Regions from separate parts of the Sus scrofa genome. Here region 1 is linked to region 2. Evidence: chromatin contacts called from public promoter capture Hi-C data. All regions are on one chromosome and are shown on one strand. Each heading gives the region's core, a stretch centred on a gene start, on an enhancer-like site or on the middle of the called end of the contact. The rest is flanking DNA. Distances are from core to core; before and after follow the strand shown.

Region 1 (2,725 bases), core at 151-2,650, 170 kb before region 2:
CAGAATCACCTAGTTAGCTAATTAAAACACCAATCATTAGACCCCACTCCCAGAGTTTCTTTAAAGTCTAGAGTGAAGCCCCATAATTTGCACTTCCAACAAGTTCCCAAATGACACTGATGCTACTTATCCTGGGCAACACTTTGAGAACCACTAATTTAGGTATATTTCTTTACATTTTAAGGATTACTGCAACCTCAAACAGCTGTCACTCTATCCATTAACAGACCTTAATTCGTACTTTTTAGTGAGAAGGCTGTGATTTATTCCTACAGGTGAGGAGGAAAATATAAGCTAGTATGGAAATGTCGGTGCTATCACTCGAACTAAGGCTAGTTCATAAAGATAGAGGATGGAAGATAAAAGAAAGTCTTACACATTTTACCATTTATAAAAAATTCCTACAAATATTACTCGGCGTATCTTTTGTAAAGCAGTACCACCATGAAAAAACTCTTCCGGCAGCATTTCCCAGCGCTCCAACAAAACTGCCAATCAGTGTCTACACGGTCCTGCCAACCCCGCAGAAGCAGGCAATGGGCAGGGTTTGCCAGAGCAACACCTAAAAAGGGCTGGATCTGCAGAAAAACCGAACTCAGATTTGAATTTTAGGTGTATTTTCCCACCAAGTCAGCGAACTTAAGGAAAAGAAATCACACCCTGAAAACACTAGCAAAGCTTGCTAAAGCTTCTTTTTGCGAACCAAACGGGCTCAACAAACTGCACTAGGGAAGGAAAACGACAGGAAAGATGCAAAGGTGGCCAACAGGTGCGTGAGCCGCTGAGAAAAGATCCCAGGAGAGCGGCGCCACCGGACCCCGGAGCGGGGGCTGGGGCGGGGGTGGGACAGGCCGAGAGACGCGTCGGGGTCGGGGCCCGGGTGCTGGTGGAGATCCGGGGTGCGGAGAAGAGAGAGCCCCGAGAGCCAGCTCGGCGGCAGGGGGGCGCCGCAGGCCCGCTCCTCACCTGGTTGAGTTCATTCTCAGCTGCAATCCGCAGCTTCGGGTCGATGGTGCCCTTCAGCGCCTGGATGATCCGGTTGAGGTCCATCTCCCGGGCGGGGGCTCCGCGGCCCCCGGACCAGTAGGCCAGACAGCAGCTTTAGTTTTTCTTTTGACCCTCTCAGCCTCCTCCTCCGCGACCCCTGCACTACCTCACTCCCCAACCTCCGCCACCGTCGCCACCTGCAGCCACTTGCTGCGCCACTCTGACTCCGCGCCCCCTGTCCTCCCTTTCTACCCCCCACAACTCGCTCTCCATTCACCCTTTTACGACAGCCGGTGGGAGGCGGGAGAAGTAAGAAGAGGAAGCGGCGCCTCTTTTACGGCGGCCTCTTCCCCCGGGCGTGATGCTATATGGCTGCTCCTACTGGCGGCCACCATGCTCCTGTACGGAAAGTGGTCTCGGCTTCTTCCCCAGAGGAAAACGTCTCACCAGCTCCGGCAGGAGGCCGCCTTGCTGCCATACGGAAAACAGCCTCCCGCCTCTTCCCAGAGAGGGAAACGAGCTGGCTAGGTGTCTCTTACAGCTGCTTCCAAATTAAGCATGTATGGATGGAGCGGCACTTTTTGTTAGTCCGAGAACCGTTTGGGCATCATTACAACGGAGCCTCTTCCAGAGCAGACTTTTTGGGACCTTGAGATCATCTAGCCCACGGGAGGACGGACTTCCCTCGGTCTGTGGGAGCCATCATTAGTTCTTTCATTCACACACTCATTGACTGAACATTTTTAAACATGTATTTTTGAGCCCGCGTACTGAGATATTTAGGTACCACATTATAACAAAATGAATTCAATGCAGGTTACTATGAAGGAACTTAGGGTGTGATAGAAGACACAAAGGTAAACAAAAAATATACTTAAACAAAGTAACTGTGGAAATACAGAGATCAGAGGAACTGATATGCCTGAGAGTTTCCGAAATTTTTTCAAATCTTTTCAGAAAAACAGTTAAAGGCAAGAAAGGTTATACTGTTTCCACTGTGGACATATCTGGCCCCACAATTTCAATAGCATAAAAATATGAAAGAGCTAGTTGTTCCTGAGGTTAACCCAGAAAAAGAGAGTTCAGATTACATTTGTAAAGATGACTGTGGGCAAAATGCAATTAAAAGGGGTGTGATCGTTCCAGGAGCAGATAATCGGGAAGGACTGGTTCAGTTAACTGGGTTCAATGTAGAGTAGAAAATACGTGGCGGAAAACTTAGATGCCTGAAATCCCTCCTCTCTGCAGAAGCTGTAAATGGGACCACACCCTTCAGCTGGGTGCAAAAGTGCCTAGTTCTCTGGCTTCTCCAGTTTTGCCTGTTCTCTACATTTCCATCAGAGTAATGTTTCTTAACAGTCAATATTGTCATGTTCCTTACTTGATGATATCCTATCAATTTCCAGGTAAAATACAAACTCCTTAGCACTTCAAGTTATTATGAAACATAGTGCCTTTCATCCTCACACTATTTCCTTATCCCACTCTCTTGGACCTCAGGGATCTAAAACTCCTTGACCTCTGAAACCTTAACTCCAGTATCCTCTTTTCAATTTAGGACCCTTTTCTTCCATTTTTTCTCTCCCTCAATAATTCTATACTTGTTTTCCAACCCAGTCACTTTTCAGTCCTCCTAGCTTATCCAGTCCTGACCACATACACATCCTTCTCTGCTGTTCAACTCCCAATTTAACTTTTCATATCTACCCTTGACCCACTGTGCAAATTGACACTGTTA
Region 2 (2,714 bases), core at 120-2,619:
TGCACCGGCCGAGAGTTGGCGACTTTCACTCTGCTTTTGAAACTGGCAAGACGCCATCATCAGCAAGTCACATTGTCCTGCCGGCCGGCCCCGACAGCACCCGCATCTCCCGGCTGACCGCGAGCCAGAGGCTCAGCCGGACCTGGGAGCAAACCCGGGTCGCAGCCCCAGCACGTGGTCTGTCACGCTCGGCACAAAAAGCAGTGCCCTCCTGAGTTCCCGCACTCCTCCGGCGCAGACAACGCCGCTGCCTCCATCCCCAAGTCAACTTGACTCCGACTGGCCATCTTAAGCCGTACACCGTGGCCCTAGAGAGCGCCGCGGCGCCCAAACCACGCTACAGGTGAATAAATTGCGGACCAAACTTGAGGCTCCAGACACCCCGAACGCCTGCGCTGCCTGGGCGCGGCCCTGGGGAGAAGCGTTTCAGAGCCGGGGCCGCTTCCGAGCGGCCGCGTGCTGCTCATTGTCGCATCCGCATCCCTCCGGAGTTGGGCGGACAACGCCACCCGCATGCACTCCGGCCATGCCGGCACCAAGCCGAAAGGCCAATTTAAACCTCCTCCGCCGGCCAGCTCACAAGTAGACGCAACTTAGTTTTCGAGCGAGGGGCATTCATTGTCCACACTCATCTAAACACGCGCCGGGGGTGGGGGGGCAAGAAACTCAACCACGAGGTCCAACAACGGCGCCCGGCCACTCCCGGGCGCGCGCCCACGCGGGTGCACCGACCCAGGGCCCCTCGGCAGTCGCCAGCAACTCGTTTTCTCTCGGGCCTTTCAGCCACCAGGCTCCTTTTCGCCAGCGAGCACTGCGGCTGAGAAAAGTCATTGTCACCTTCAATGTGGACCCCTCAACTCCGGCGACTCCTCACTCTTCCAGGCTTCACTCACTTCCCCCACCCCAAGACTTTCGGTTTGCCTCAAATACCCTCCCCAATTAAAAAGGACACACTAAACATGCAGATACAAAGAATCTGGGGTCTGAGGACCACGAAAACCGCGCTCCAAGCAATGCCATCTCCAAGACAAAACTTCCTGTGTGCGTATATGAATGTGTGCGTGTGTGTCTGTGGAAGGACTGGGGGAGGTGGTGAGGTGAGGTGAAAAGAGAAAAAAAGCCACTCCGAAATCAAAGCCTCCTGAGACAGTTTTGCACCGCAGTAATGGTTAGAGTCACTCACCTTCCAGAAGCAACCGTTCCACGCGCAATAATGTTTCAGAGGTGGGGAGTGCACGCCAAGCCAACCCACGCTCCAATCGCTCCCTCCTCCTCAACTGCCTTGTCTAGAAAGATTGTCTCCTGCAGTTCTGCAGTTGCCACGGCTGGCGGGGAAGGTGTAGATTCCGCTTTCCTTCTGCGCACGCGCAGCTCCTGGTACAAAATTCTCCTGAATCGAACTTATTTGCATACGGGCGCGCGCGCGTCGAGGGCTGGGAGGGGAGAAGGCCCGGCGGCCGCGCGCGCTCCCGAGGCCTCTATTGTCCTTTTAAGGGGAGAAGCGCCGCGGCGCGGGAAACGCGGCGGCCACAGGGAAACGGGGGCGGGGACTGCTTACTACGGTGACGTCACGTAAACAAACGCCCCCTGGCTGGAGGCCCAGGCTAAGGGGGAGTGGCGAGAGGGGAAAGGCGGAAAGGTTAGCAACCCAGGGAGAACACTGGGCTGCGTGTCGTACTTTACACTCGGAAGCTTTTCGCGCACACCGTTTCGCGTTGAAAAATAGTTTTGAAGGCTGTTTTTGCAAAATTTTCACATCTCTGCCCAGTGTCTGAACTGAAGTGGCAGGGGAGGTGGTCTTCCAAGCGCCCAGATTGAATTAATACTTCTCCCATGTTTCCTAAGTTTTGCTTGAAAAAGGGTTTTTGAATCTTTTTTTTTTTAAATTCTCTGAGGCCAACGGAGATTTGTCTTTCTTGCAGTTTTAATGAGTCGTTTAATAAAGTCCCATTTTGACATTCTGTTCATTCACCAGCTCCCGTCTGCACTCCTCAAAGAGTAACCCACTCCATAATAATTCAGTTTTTTTCTCCACTTTGGCCTTAAGATTTCAAGCCTGTTGCAGTTGAAGAGTTGTTAATTTCCGTGGGAATAGTGTCGCTTTTCTTTTATAGTGGAAAGCCAGTAATCTAGGGACACACATCCCACCTCCAGCTGCTAGTAAAGGGTGATCCAATCACCCAGAAATAATACCACCAACTGGTGGTCTTGGGAATTGAAAAAGTTGCCGGTGAAATGCAGAGTTTCCCTTATGGAATATGTAATAAACCAACAATCTAAATGCTTCTTGCCCCAGAAGAGAAAAAAAAAAAAAAAAACTGAAGAACTGAAGTAAATCTCAGACCAATAAGTGAAAAATGGAAAAAAAATAATTGTGGTACACCTTTATTCCAAGAACACATCTAACACCAACAGGCTGAGACACTGATTTAATGACAGACATGGGGAGACAGGAAGGATGTTTTTCCCAGAAACTTGATATTGGTCCCAAGATGCAAAAGTGTGGACATTAACCATAAAACTTAATCATCTGCTGACAAGTTTCACTGCTTTCACTGTAGTGTCAACAATGTGGACTTAGATATTTCTGATGCAAATCAAAACCACTTTGAGATACCACCTTACACTGGCTAGAATGACCATCATTAAAAAGTCTACAAACAGGAGTTCCCGTTGTGGCTCAGTGGTTAACAAATCCCACTAGGAACCATAAG

The links. Promoter capture Hi-C pulls out the DNA fragments that hold promoters and counts their contacts.
Region 1: a promoter capture Hi-C map of liver shows a contact between it and region 2, with 4 times the contacts expected there. The contact joins the promoter of IPO8 here to the promoter of FAM60A in region 2. A contact is called at or near these places in 1 of 5 promoter capture datasets (liver), 2 of 47 Hi-C or Micro-C datasets (both in liver) and 1 of 2 datasets of contacts at active chromatin or transcription factors (alveolar macrophages).

What each region holds. Positions count from the first base shown.
Region 1 is chr5:43,098,424-43,101,148 of Sscrofa11.1, reverse strand. It overlaps IPO8 (importin-8), which reads right to left and starts at 1,400. Exons shown (of 25, transcript XM_003126400.5): 1 at 967-1,400. The coding sequence starts at 1,050.
Region 2 is chr5:42,929,100-42,931,813 of Sscrofa11.1, reverse strand. It overlaps FAM60A (protein FAM60A), which reads right to left and starts at 1,369. Exons shown (of 6, transcript XM_021092101.1): 1 at 1,184-1,369.